Regions from separate parts of the Gossypium hirsutum genome. Here all the other regions are linked to region 2. The links are chromatin contacts, called in public Hi-C maps. All regions are on one chromosome and are shown on one strand. The core of a region is the stretch at or near the end of the contact, and the rest is flanking DNA. Distances in the headings are between cores, read along the strand shown. Region 1 holds the start of LOC121215467 (B3 domain-containing protein Os03g0120900). Region 2 holds the start of LOC107950133 (luminal-binding protein 5). Region 3 holds the start of LOC107950125 (probable F-box protein At2g36090).

The links. A called contact is a pair of places that touch in the nucleus more often than the background predicts.
Region 1: a contact with region 2 is called in a Hi-C map of leaf, with 1.8 times the contacts expected there. The contact joins the promoter of LOC121215467 here to the promoter of LOC107950133 in region 2. A contact is called at or near these places in 3 of 34 Hi-C or Micro-C datasets (leaf and petal).
Region 3: a Hi-C map of leaf shows a contact between it and region 2, with 4 times the contacts expected there. The contact joins the promoter of LOC107950125 here to the promoter of LOC107950133 in region 2. A contact is called at or near these places in 4 of 34 Hi-C or Micro-C datasets (anther, hypocotyl and leaf).

What each region holds. Positions count from the first base shown.
Region 1 is chrD03:36,022,391-36,026,906 of Gossypium_hirsutum_v2.1, reverse strand. It overlaps LOC121215467 (B3 domain-containing protein Os03g0120900), which reads right to left and starts at 1,802. Exons shown (of 1, transcript XM_041090020.1): 1 at 1-1,802. The coding sequence starts at 1,176.
Region 2 is chrD03:35,769,378-35,774,494 of Gossypium_hirsutum_v2.1, reverse strand. LOC107950133 (luminal-binding protein 5) reads left to right here and starts at 1,825. Exons shown (of 8, transcript NM_001327564.2): 1 at 1,825-2,007; 2 at 2,537-2,804; 3 at 2,898-3,112; 4 at 3,214-3,456; 5 at 3,540-4,019; 6 at 4,126-4,280; 7 at 4,399-4,481; 8 at 4,569-5,117. The coding sequence starts at 1,950. The coding sequence ends at 5,067.
Region 3 is chrD03:35,952,873-35,957,571 of Gossypium_hirsutum_v2.1, reverse strand. It overlaps LOC107950125 (probable F-box protein At2g36090), which reads right to left and starts at 1,540. Exons shown (of 1, transcript XM_016884899.2): 1 at 48-1,540. The coding sequence starts at 1,292. The coding sequence ends at 225.

The DNA of each region.
Region 1 (4,516 bases), core at 553-3,052, 250 kb before region 2:
CAAGGAAGCCTTCCCTTTGTTGGCACTAAGAAAGTCAATAGGGGGTAGTACTGGGGTGCCATTGTAGAGCCTTAATTGAAGAGGATGTTGGGATGATGAAGAAAGTTGTGGATTTTGCGATGCCATTGTAGTATTTGGTATTGTAGTTGTAGATAACATATCAGGGTTATGCGACTCCGGTATGGGGCATTCCATGTTAACCCCGAAAAGCCTTAACCTCTTGGCTGCTGCTGCACCCGTGCCTTGGACCACCGGCACCGAATCAAACACGATTGGCTCTACCACTCCACCTGGCTGCTGCTGCCACTCCATCGTTGGGGCTGCTGCTGATCTAAAAAACAATACCGATCCCATTGTACCTCCTGGATTCACCACATTGTTTCCAGTTGGAAAACCACCGTAGTAGCTGTTCCGATTCAGAGGGTTTATCTGTGACAATTGAAAGCGATCTCTTGCTGTTGGTGGTGGCCGCATTAGTAACGGGCTCCATGGGGTATTTGAACGGTGCAAAGACAAGTGGTGCGTATGGGGATGGAAAGAAACTGGGTCTGGTCCATCAGGTCTCCTCCTCCAATCGATAAAAAGACGGTGTTTCCCCAACTCGCCGACCCCTCTCTGGAAAGAAACTATATCGCCGGCATCAAGTTTCTTATCCTTGACGAAACGGCTCCAACCTTTGGTCATAACATAGCTTTGGCTGCTGTTCCAATAAGAGTACCTGAACCTCCACGGCTTCCCATTCCTGTCCTCGAAATTCAACAAAAGGCCTTTCTCATTGGTGGAAGAATCCAAGGGGAAATGCTTCTCGGCGTGTTGTTTTGGGATAACAAGTCTGTTCAGTTTCCCTACATCGCTTGGGGTAACTACTTTGTCGAACAAGTGTTCTTTCTCGATGTTGGCAGCACTTGCACTAAGGGTTGAATCAGCTTCAGTACTTGCAGTTGCAGTTGCTGCTTCGTTATCTTCTTCAGGTTCGTACCTGTTGTTCAACCAGTTGGGACTCATTTGACGGTGGTGACCGTCGTGAATCTGATGAGCCTGTGCCTCCCATCGAGTGTTGCTAAGAGGAGGAGCCATCTGGGTTTTATGCTGAGAAGAAGAAGATGAAGGAGAAGAAGATGATGAAGAGTATGAAAAAGGAAACTTATTACCTTCCTCATTAAACCCAAAATCCATGACTTTCCTTCGAGATCTAGACACAATAAAGATGAGGAAGATGAAGAATCAAGTATCAACCAAACAAAACCTAAAAACAAAGTAAAAAAAAAAGAAAAAAAAGTGGGGACTAATCGAACTAGTTGAGATTAGAAAAAAACAAACAGACAGACAAAAGGAAGAACACCGGGAACTATGCCATGTTGCTACTTGTTATAATTTACTAGTAGAACTTTAATTTTCCTAGGGTTGAACGACTATTCAGGAGAGAAACAAGTCTTTTAGCTTAAGCTAAAACAATTTCCTCTCTCTCTCCCTACAATGAGAAGAAAGTCAGTGATTCCTTCTTTGACCAACGAGATGATCCAACAGCCAAACACGAAAACAAGACTTGGAGCACAAAAATATCACACACATCCTTCTTCCAACTTCATCTAGTTGTTGACCTTGAAACAAGAGATAAACTATCGCAAGAAAAAGAAAAAGAGAAAAAGAGGCTTTAACTTTATTTTTTATATATATCCAGGGGGAAGAAGCTGATGAACCTCCCTCGAACCTCTCCAGCTACCTTTCTAATTTATGTTATTGAGGCTTAATTAAGCCTTCTTTTTTTTTTTTTTTTTTACTCTGGGTTTTCCTTGTTAGAGAGATTGAAAGGGAGAGAACATGTTTAAGTAATAAGTTTATACGTAGGGACCCCATGTATTACTGGTTGGGGCTCATGTGAGCTTGTCACTGTCATAATCCCGGGTGCTATGCATATTATTTTAGTAATTTTATTTGTAGGATTAAAACTATATATTATATAAAGCCAGCTGTTGTGTATATTACTCTTTTCTATCTTTATTCTTACACATTTTTTTATCAAATTCATATAAATATTTTCATAATTGAAATGGTGATGTAACTATTACTATGTAACTGGAACTGGGGGGGGGGGGTTAGGGTTTTGACTTGAAAAAAAAAAAAAGCTCTTTGAATGAGGTCCGTACAGGCCACTATGCTATGGTGGCCACCCAGATGGAAAACGATATTTATCATCTTCAGTCAATATTTAGTCCCTCAAAGGTATATGGAATTAAACAAAAATAAAAGGAAAAATAAATTAAAATAAAAAAGAAAAAGAAAGGATTTCTTATTTCCCACGGAATTGGTGCAGGCAGCGCATGCAGTCTCAAATGGACCCATTCAATTTAGCCACGCCTTTTATAATTGGCTTTTTTTTTGTCTGTTCTTCAAACCCTATCTAAATCTTACAACCAATCAATTCCTTATCACCAAAACCTCAAAAGTAAACACACTAATTTAACTTCAATCACATTTTAAGTGTCCAAAATTTTGAGTAAAAGTTCAAGCGCTGCATTTTGTATTAAGAGATAGGTTGTATTTTGTTCACTTTACTAAAACATGAGTAAATTAATTTGTATACGTTATAACAAGGTGCACGTGATACATCACGTGTAACTGTTTGGTTATCGACTGTTTACACTGATATTCTTGTGATTGAACTCACACCGAGCTTCATAGCTCACTCCATTTTTTCTCTATTTTTACAGATAACCCACCAAGTTAGGACACGAACACGACATTCGGAGGGACTCAAATTGGTTTTTCTATTAAAATATATTAGATTTATTATTTGAAATTTTCCATTATTCAGAAACTGTAATGTTTTATTTAAACTGTGGCACGAAACTGAAATTTTTTAGGGATTATTTAGCATGTATGACCTTTAATTTTGATTAGGTTATTAAAATTAAGGAATTTAATTATTTATGTATGAATACAACTTCTATTAAAACTAAGTTAGGTACCAACTTGACAACTGAGTCCATTTTAGTCCCAAACTTGAAACCTATAAAAGTTTGATGATGTGGCATTATGAGATTGTGCAACATCATCACTTGAAAATTTAAAAATATATATGAATTTTTAGGTGATGATGTGATACAATTTCAAAGTTTCACATGGCACTTAAATTTGACAACTGAGTCCATTTTAGTCCCAAACTTGAAAACTATAAAAGTTTGATGATGTGGCACTATGAGATTGTGCTACATCATCACTTGAAAATTTAAAAAAATTATATGAATTTTCAGGTGATGATGTGGTACAATTTCAAAGTTTCACATACAATATTTTAATAACCAGACATGTGGTTGAATAGGTCAAACCACTAATTCTCGATTCAACCAGTTCGATCGATTCAACCATCGAACCAATACCAATTACATAACTAATTAAAAATTTATAAGAATCTAAAAAAATACAAAAAAAACTTTTGTAAATATGTTAAATTATCGATTTTTGTCCCAATTTTCAATTTTTACTAATTTCAATTAGTTTTTGAGTCAATCAATTCAACCCCTTTGTTCGAACCATTATATTGGTTAGTTCTCGATCCGTTTGATCTAGTCCTTGTTCTAGTAACACTAGTCACATAATCAAATCTTGATAAAATCTAAGCTCAGGGACCAAAATTGATCTAGTTGCCAAGTTCAAAGACCAAACTAGATTAAAAAAGTACAGGTACCAAAGTATATAATCCCATATGTTTATAATGGGCTTAAACATAGTTAAGCATGACTCTCTATTGTTAAAAATATGTAGGTGCTAGAAAATTTAGAAATTATGATAGCCTATCTGTATGCATTGTGTGAGATTGATGAGCAAAAGGATCAAATGAGATATTATAGTTTAAAAGACATGCTCAAGTGCAATGGGGATGGCCAATATGTATATTTTGTAAAACTAATGAGGAGAAAAACTATGTGATAATATATTATGTAACATCCCAAAAATCGGGTTAGAAGAATTGAGTTAGCGAAACCAAGAGTGCTTACACCTTGATTTTGAGTTAGGACTTTGAGAATTTTGCAAAACAAATTGATTTGGTTCAATGGTTAAGTGCTTTAGTCGTGTGTTTGAGGTCATGTGTTCAAATATTTGTGTAAGCAATAAGAAAATACTTTTATACTATTCCGTAAATTAGTTTAGTTTAGTTTAATTTTTATTTATTTATTTATTTTATTAACTTCCTTCTCCCATGTTTCCAAAAACGTTTCTCTCTCCTTCTATTTTCTTTTCTTTTTATTTTTTTTTCTTCTAAAAATTTCTTTCGTTTTTACTTTCTGGCGTGGAATAGATCTTGTGTGGGGTTTGATCTTTTCTCCCAGTTATGTTCTTAACGTCAATAAGAGTTTAATTACTTATATCGCTAGTATGATAGTTTTTCTGTTGGTTTTTGAGTTCCATAGTAAGGGATGATTCTTCCTTAGGGGTTTGTTAATTGGTTGCTTGAATCAGGAGAGGACTAAATGACATCTAAGGTTCCTTTAGCGAATTAAGAATCAAGTCTCTG
Region 2 (5,117 bases), core at 576-3,075:
AATCATTTTATTAACCAATTTGTTCAAAAAATTATAAGTGTAAATAGACGAAAATACTATACTTAGGGTAGCAGATCCAACATCTTGGTCGAGGCAAGTCATAATAGGGGCAAGTAATAGTGGTGGCCTTTTATGATCGAGATGTACAAGAGAGAAATACAATTAGAGTTAAAGGACAACAGAGACATAAACCGAGACAAATGTTCTAAGGGGATAAACTAACCAATAGAGAGGCTAGTTAGGAATTGGCCGAGGCATTGAGATAGTTCCGAGATAATCAAACGCCTTATGTGCATTTCTTTCTTGTGGCTTTTCAGTTCTTTTGTTGCTTTTATCTTTGAGTTGCTTCCATTATATTTTGGTGCCTTAGAGAATTTTCATAAGAGTTCTCATCTTTCGAGAGTAAGGCTGACTTAGGTGGATCTGAAGCAAAAAAAAAAAAAATGCTTACAGTCGCATAGTTTGCCAAACTTAAGTTCTAGCCTCGTGACACATAGCGCTGAATCTCCCACCTGTCAATATGGATCCTATGACATGCCAACTATACCAGTGACTTTATCCGACAATGTTAATAAGGCAAATGTCGTCATTATTAATAGTATAACATCTTCAAGCATATATATATGTATATTCATTCAACCAACTGATCACAAATCACCCAATCAAGTATATACATATGTGTTAAACACATTCTTATTGATAGTAAACCACTTCCAAACATATATTGGTTTAAATATATATATTTAATTATTTTATGAACTCCAGTTATGAGAGCACAAACCAAAATATATATTCGTCGGCAGCTTTGGGTTTCTCTTTGGTTCGAGATGGTCCTACATCGTCTTTAACTACAGAATTAAATTCGAATATGAAAAATTCATTGATTACATAATTCAAGCACAAATAAATACATTATATACATGAATGCATTCTATTCAATTTAATCTCTATACACACGAATATTCGAAATGCTAATTTCTTACAACCTACCCGATCGAACTTTATAAATATAGTATAAGAACCTCTTTTTTTTATTATTTGCTAACAAATCCCTAAAATTTTCACACTTTTCAATAAGGTCCTCAATAATAAATAATTTATCAAATAATCAAAGCTTGATTTACTATCATCAATCACACTTTTAACATGCTTTTTCCGTGAACTAACTTTATTCATGAATCTGTTTAAACTTAAACAGTCAAATTTCCTGTAAGCATTCAACGATGGAGGTTCAACTCAAACTCCATTTCTCTAATCTAATACACATTAATCTCTTAAAATTAGCAACTCTCAGAAGAACTTTCTTGCATCTTCTTACAATCTAGATAGCTTTATACAATATTTTTAAATGATGGAAATTAATAAATATAAAAAAATGAAATATTAATATTTAAAATTTCTTCATTTTAATTTCCAAATTATAATTTTTTTTATAAAAATTAAAAGTAATCTTCCCCATATGGGAAAAAAGATGATAATATATTTGTACAATGTTTTCGTAGTGATTAAAACCGTAATGAGTATTAATTTTAGCATTTCAGGTTTTGAGCCGGCCAAAAACGACTTAGTGTTTGCGCGTTTTGAATATCCTACTTTTAATAATTTAGAAAAACGGAAAAGCGGACACGCAAACGTCAGAGAAAATAAACGGCCAGGATCTCCCCAACACAAGATCTAATTTCATTGGCTCAACAATTCCCTTCTTGAATCCTTATTGGTCCACGTCACCAGAGATGACATACACCCATCTGAAATAAGTTCGCGTTTGATGCGGGCACTCCACGTATAAAAACCTCGAACCGCGACTTCCTCTCACAGATCAAAAGAAAAAACAAAGCTAAAGTGTCATTTGAAAATCACTCGTCCTGGTATTAACGGTACAGCGTTTCGATTTTCATAGAGAAACCTCGAAACTTCTACGTAGTGAGAGGAAAGTTTGAGTACGTGCGATGGCTCGCTCGTGGAGAGCAAGCGGCTCTTTGGTGGCTCTAGCTATAGTCTTGTCCGGTGAGTGCTATGCTGTTCCTGTTTTTTGCTAGATCTGTTTGCTTTCGCTTGATTTCGTGATCTCTGATTCTTGCTCTGTTTGAGTGAAAATGTAGTAGATCTAGTTCTGTTTGGTGATGTTCTTCCCATGAATTGATGCATTTTTAGATCTGATTTATGTTTTTATGAGTTTTCGAGATGCATTAGATCGTCGAACGAGCGTTTCAGCGATCTCATATCATTTCATTACTCTCCGTTGAATTGAGAACTAGAACTCTCTGGATTTAGAGGATAACGACTCTCTAAATACTTTGCCGGGCTAGAACTATGATCTAATTATTTAAATTTGAATTAAACCGTGTAATTTTTCTCCTTTTCACTTTATTTTATATATTCATTTATGGTGCAATATCTTTATTAGATTATTAAAATTTTGCACGAGAATGTTCTAGAAAGTTCGTTTGGATTCTTGATCTGTGGTTCACGTGGCCCTTTCAGTAGGGCCTCTATAACTATAATGGTTTTAACATCCTGTAAACTCTGCAAACAGGATGCTTCTTTGCAATCTCAATTGCCAAGGAGGAAGCCGCGAAATTGGGAACAGTCATCGGAATTGATCTTGGTACAACTTATTCTTGTGTTGGTGTGTACAAAAACGGTCATGTTGAAATTATAGCCAATGACCAAGGTAACCGTATTACTCCATCGTGGGTGGCTTTCACTGACAGCGAGAGGCTCATCGGTGAGGCTGCAAAGAATCAGGCAGCTGTTAACGCTGAAAGAACCATCTTTGACGTCAAGAGACTTATTGGAAGAAAGTAATTGACATTCTTCTCATGTTTCTTCTTTTGTTTTTTTATGGTTTATTGGTATATGTAATATGCTTCTCAGGGCAATTTTGTTATTTGCAGGTTCGAAGATAAGGAGGTCCAGAGGGACATGAAACTTGTTCCGTATAAGATTGTGAACAAGGATGGCAAACCTTATATTCAAGTAAAGATTAAGGATGGAGAGACCAAGGTCTTCAGTCCTGAGGAGATCAGTGCTATGGTTCTGACTAAGATGAAGGAAACAGCTGAAGCTTTCCTTGGGAAGAAAATCAAGGATGCGGTGGTTACTGTTCCAGGTGAGTGCATAATAAGAAGCAATGCTCTCTGTTGGGGAAAAGTTGTTCGCCTGATCCTTGATTACTCCTTTATGCTCAATATATTTATGTTTTATTTGCAGCTTACTTCAATGATGCCCAGAGGCAGGCCACAAAGGATGCTGGCATTATTGCCGGGCTCAATGTTGCTAGAATTATCAATGAACCAACTGCAGCTGCCATTGCCTATGGTTTGGACAAGAAGGGCGGTGAGAAAAATATTCTTGTCTTTGACCTTGGTGGTGGGACGTTCGATGTCAGTATCTTGACAATTGACAATGGTGTTTTCGAGGTTCTTTCAACAAATGGAGACACTCACTTGGGAGGTACGGATATTCATTGTTTGATTTAATGCTTTCAAAAATTGTTTTTACAATGTATTTTGCTTATGGTCATATTTTATATGCAGGTGAGGATTTTGACCAGAGGATTATGGAATACTTCATTAAATTGATCAAGAAAAAGCATGGAAAGGATATCAGCAAGGACAACAGAGCTCTTGGGAAGCTTAGGAGGGAAGCTGAGCGTGCCAAGAGAGCTCTCAGCAGCCAGCACCAGGTCCGTGTGGAGATTGAATCACTTTTTGACGGTGTTGATTTCTCCGAGCCACTGACCAGAGCTCGCTTTGAGGAGTTGAACAATGACCTGTTCAGAAAGACCATGGGACCTGTGAAGAAGGCGATGGAAGATGCTGGTTTGCAGAAGAGCCAAATTGATGAGATCGTTCTTGTTGGTGGAAGCACTAGAATTCCAAAGGTTCAACAACTCCTCAAGGACTACTTTGATGGAAAGGAGCCCAACAAGGGTGTTAACCCAGATGAAGCTGTTGCTTATGGTGCTGCAGTACAAGGAGGCATCCTGAGTGGAGAGGGTGGTGATGAAACGAAAGGTAAGTAGTTTTGTCTATAATGACGAGACATGACTCTATAGGGGATGAAACCTTTCTATAACTGAATCGACTTGGCTGATATTTGTGTTTGATGCTTTCTGCACAGATATTCTTCTCCTTGACGTGGCTCCACTTACCCTTGGCATTGAGACTGTTGGTGGAGTAATGACCAAGTTGATTCCTAGAAACACTGTTATCCCAACCAAGAAGTCACAAGTTTTCACCACTTATCAGGACCAGCAGACTACCGTCTCGATTCAGGTACACTTGGATATGCTTGCCTACATGTAAAAACTCAAGAATTGGATTTTCCTTTCCTTTTAATGCTAATAACTGTAATACTTTGAACCTTATTTGAATTGCTGTGGTTTGATGTCAGGTCTTTGAAGGTGAAAGGAGTCTCACAAAAGATTGTAGGTTGTTGGGAAAATTCGATCTTACTGGAATTCCTCCAGCCCCAAGGTTTGCTCTCCCTACCAATTCTCATTTGTATTTTCTGCATTTCTTCACCTGAATTATTCATTTATGGTTTGATCCCTCAATTTACAGAGGAACCCCTCAAATTGAAGTCACATTTGAAGTCGATGCAAATGGCATCTTAAACGTCAAGGCAGAAGATAAGGGCACTGGAAAATCTGAGAAGATCACTATCACAAACGATAAGGGTCGTCTGAGCCAGGAGGAGATTGAGAGAATGGTTCGTGAGGCAGAAGAATTCGCAGAGGAGGACAAGAAGGTGAAGGAGAGGATTGATGCTCGCAACAGCCTGGAGACCTATATCTACAACATGAAAAACCAGATTAATGATAAGGATAAGCTCGCTGACAAGCTTGAATCCGATGAGAAGGAGAAAGTTGAAACCGCAGTGAAAGAGGCACTTGAGTGGCTTGATGACAACCAGAGTGCCGAGAAGGAAGACTACGAGGAGAAGCTCAAGGAGGTAGAGGCAGTATGCAACCCAATCATCACAGCAGTGTACCAAAGATCTGGTGGAGCCCCAGGTGGTGGATCAACTGAAGAAGATGATGATTCTCATGATGAACTTTAAAAAACTGGTAATGCCATTTTGATTGCTGAAACAAGCAAAGAAAAGCAAAG
Region 3 (4,699 bases), core at 291-2,790, 180 kb before region 2:
TGTGCCCAAATCCTTAGGCTGGATCAAACCCATCAACATCATTTAACTTGGGAAACTCTCAAATTTCCATTTTGATTTGTCAAAGGTTGTGGATTGCAACATCATAACAGTCTGTAATTGATGAAAGAAGTTAAAACACAGTTTAACATGAATAATTATTTGTCATAGAAACACAGTGCTTTGCAATGGTTACTTAAGTTGTCATTGGACCATAATAATTGACTTTAAATGGGTAAAATTCGGTACCCTAAAATTAAGAGGATTACTACTTCAAAAGATATACAAAGCCAATCAGCCAAGGTTTCTTCGAGCTTCTTTTTCCTTATAATCTCTTGCTTTCGTCCCTCAAATTGTATGTAACCCTTTTCAACAGCATGACGATTATTACTTCGTGAGCAATATAGAGCTTGGTTCAAGATGATTAAACTCTTGCCACCATTTACATATGCTCCACTAGTGTCCTCAATGTGCATACTTACCTCTTTCCATCTCAAATACCCTCGTTTTTCCTCTATGTTGCATCTTGCCACTATAAGACACTTGGCCAAGTTGTGAGGCAGTTGTAGGCTCTCTTGGACTGGGATAATGCACCCAAAATGTAGAATATAGTCACCATTAGAAGCCCATATTTTCTTCACCGACAATGGCTTCCAGCTTGATAGATTTCCAGCTTTTCCTCTCTTCTTGTCTAATAACACCCAACTTAATCGAATCCCTTCTTTTAGTTCATTGCAACGATCATCTGCTTTTCCCACAAGTGATACGAAGTCATGTCCATCGTCACCATCTTCAATATCTTCATCATTAATATCTGAAGGTACCACTTTGAATGGACAGTTCAATACCCAACTCATAAGACCAGTTGTTGTGTCATCATCTTGGCCGAAATCGGTTTCCATAGGTATGCCATCTAAGACACTGGAAGTAATACATTTTTCTCTATAATAAACATCTATAAACAAAGCAAAATTAGACGGAGAAATAAGGGTTGGTTGTATAGGAAAGTAATTGTTGGCATCTTTGTGATCATTCGAAATAAGAGGATAAGAATCAGCATAGAATCTGCGAAAACCATCCGTTGATGATGAAATAAGGTGTTGGGCTTCGTCGAGTGCAGTGGAAGGCCATGTGGAATTACACAATTGCTTCCATAACCTTTGGTTTCGAGCTATGCCTCGAAGGTCAGAACATGTGCAGGCAGCTGAGGCCAGGGTTGAACCATCTAGTCGAGCCATGATATCAGCTAGGATATCCCTGCTTAAGCACTTCAAATCACATTGCAAATGCTCCATTTTTTATTTTTATTTTTTGCCTACTATGGATACGCTCCCACTTGTTTATATAACAGTGATTTGACCCATCTATCCGTCCATAGAAATTGATGTATGACCATGAAACACACCATTGACCAACGTGATTCAAGTCAGTAGGCGCGTTTTACAGGGTTTAAATTTCTTCCATAAATCCGTGGGACAATCCACAATTAGGCCAAAGATAGTGAACCTCCAACTGCAGGGTTGGCTTGCCAACTTTGAAACTTTGCCAACTTCAAACAGCCAAATTCTTTAAATGGAAAACACCATTAGGTTCGTCCAAGCTATTAAGTTGTAACCTCTATACTAGACTGCCTAAGCCCGTAATTAAGTGATGGCTTTGTGAAGTTGAAAAGTCATTATCATATTAAATGAAAGATAATTGAGAGGTTCATCTTTGCTATTATTCATATTATTCCCTAATCACCCATCAATCAATTCAGTTCCAAAAAAAAAAAATCCATCTTAAATTTTTATTAGTATTGGATGCACCTTTAGTATATAAATTTATAATTAATAATTTTCTTTAACAGGTAATTAAATTTTTAACAAGTGTCATAACATTCACTAATTATATAAAAATTTATATGCTAGTTAACAAAAACAAATCAACTTTTAACTTAATTTGATTGATTCATTCTTAAGATATCATCAAATAATTAAATAGTCTTAATAATTTATATTATTAGGGTTGAGAGAATGGGATCAAAATGTTGGTTGCATAGAACTTCATGTATATGCTAGTTCATGGGGAATGGTTGTTACGGACGAAAAAGGAAAGCTGCCCAACATTTTGGCACTATTGTGAAAGAAATGGAAGCTCTTTATTGTGGACGAATTTCATTAAATAGAAGCAAAACTGCAATTAACCAGTTTAATTGATTCAAAGCTAAAGGCTTCTATATATTTAGGTACAATAGTTGCCCATAAACATTAAGGAAACCAAAATACGTGAAATCCAAGGCAAAAGTTCTTTGAATTTGCCGTCAAGAGGCAATGCATTAGTTTCAAGTAGGTTGGACATGGACCCTAATATTCTGTTAGACACAGTTCTCCTCCTTTATTAAAAATGGTCAAGAATTTGAAGGAATTCCCTACTATAATATGTTGGTGCAAAATTGTTTGTTGGTAATCTTGATTTGTTTATACTAAGATTGATTTTTATTCTAAGTTCAAGATTTATGGAATTTTTACTATCCTTTATTAAGAGGATATTAATGGACAAGATTGACAAATTGATATCAAGCAATATGATATGGTTTTAAAGCTATCTTATTCTCATTTCAAGGATATCTTATCACTATGATAGCGCTTGAAGTATTTTAATGGAAGCTTCATCCTCCATTGTGGAGGAAATAATAAAACACTACATAGTTCATCTTGGGAATCCATTTCACTGGTGTAAATATAAAGAAAACTATCCATCGATTGAGAGTGATTTTACCAACTTCAATAGGAGAGGTCGAGTGTTGAGACAATTTACATTAAGTGTAGGAGACAAAGGTTGCTGTTAGGATCGTCCCGAATAAGCAACGAACAAGTAAAAATAGTAGAAGAAATTGAGAAGATGAACACACAAATTTAACGTGGAAAAACCCCTCAAAAGAGGATAAAAAACCATGGGCAAAGATAATTTTACTATAATGGCAAAAGAATGAAGAGTACAAAAGATGGAGATAAAAACTAAACCCCGAAAACCCGAAAAACAAAGAACCCTCAAACTTAAACACAAAATTCTCTGAATGTGTTATGAGTTCTAATCTAATGGGTGTCTCTTAATTCTAAGATTGTAAAGGAGCCTATTTATAGGCTAAATTAGTAAGTCAAATAAACTATACTAATAAATGCTAAATATATTATACTAATAAATACTAAATCTTCTAGAAAGAAAATATATTTTTGTTTAACTTGACTTGCAAGCAATCTTTTAGAATTTGGGTCACACAATTCTAACAATCTCCACCTTGACACGAATTCTTTCAATGCCATCTTTGCCAAAACCCCGCCACGGGCCTATCTTGAACTATGCAGGGAATTAACTGAGTCGAATCTATGCTTAGAAGCTGGAGGACTTCTAGCCTTCGACTTGTGCACTGCCAAATCAAAACTAACCCGGGTCTGATTTTCACGAATACAGTGCCCTAACTTTTCAAAACCTGCATCCAAAAGAGAACCTCTCTTCAACGAAACGGTCATACCTTTTTCCCTCCTATGACCAAGTTGCCTCCGCTTCAAATGAGTTGACTTTGACTCCGTAACGGACGAGGGACGTCCGATTTCACCGGTCACTGTAGACCCTTCCAGAATATAAAGACTGCCAGTTCTTTTACCTTTTAACAAAACGAGAGCTCCACGAGATACTTTAATGTCGCTCGACTCGATGTTGATTCTGCATCCTTTCAAGTCTAAAATACTCAAGGAGATGAGATTCTTTCGTAAATCAGGTACATACCTGACATCTGAGAGTGTCCTAATCGTCCCATCGTGTATCCTAATTTTAACAGTACCAATACCGATTATTTTACTAGATGAATCGTTTCCCATGTGCACAACTCCACCTTCAACTGAACTGTATGTGGAGAACCATTCTCTATTGGGACACATGTGGAAAGAACATCCTGAATCTAAGATCCACTCAGACGTAAGCTTAGAGTTATCGCTCGTTGACACTAACAAGAAATCATCACCGCCTTCATCGACCAAATTAGCACCAGCTACATCTTCCTCGTTACTCTCAGCAGCTCTTTTATTTCGCAGTTTATAACAATCTGCTTTGACGTGACCTAACTTTTTGCAATAGCGACACCTTTTGTCTCGTTTCTTTGATGCTACCAAAACGGAAGCTTGTCTATCTGCTTTGCTATTCAAATCAAACTCATTTTCGAGTTTGTCTCTACTCAACAAATTACCGTTCACATCTTCGAACGAGAGTTTGTCTCTGCCATAAATCAGGGTCTCCCTGAAAGACTTGTATGAAGAGGGTAAAGAGCACAATAATAGCATAGCTTGATCTTCATCGTCAATATGAACCTCAACGTTCTTTAAATCATTTAAAAGAGTAATGAATTGACTGATGTGATCTTTAAGAAGCTCACCTTCGTTCATGCGAAACGTAAATAGACGTTGTTTCAACACTAAACGGTTAGCCAGAGACTTAGTCGCATAAAGAGTTTCTGACCTTTTCCACAAGGCGAATGAGGTCTTCTCCATCAATACCTCCTGCAATACTGTATTCGCGGGGCACAACTGGATTGCAGACAAGGCATTTTCATCAAGCTCTTCCCATTCTGTTTGATTTAGATTCTCAGGCTTTTTCCCTGTAACAACCTTTTTCAAGCCATTTTGAACTAGAATTGCCATCATCCGAACTTGCCACAGATTGAAAT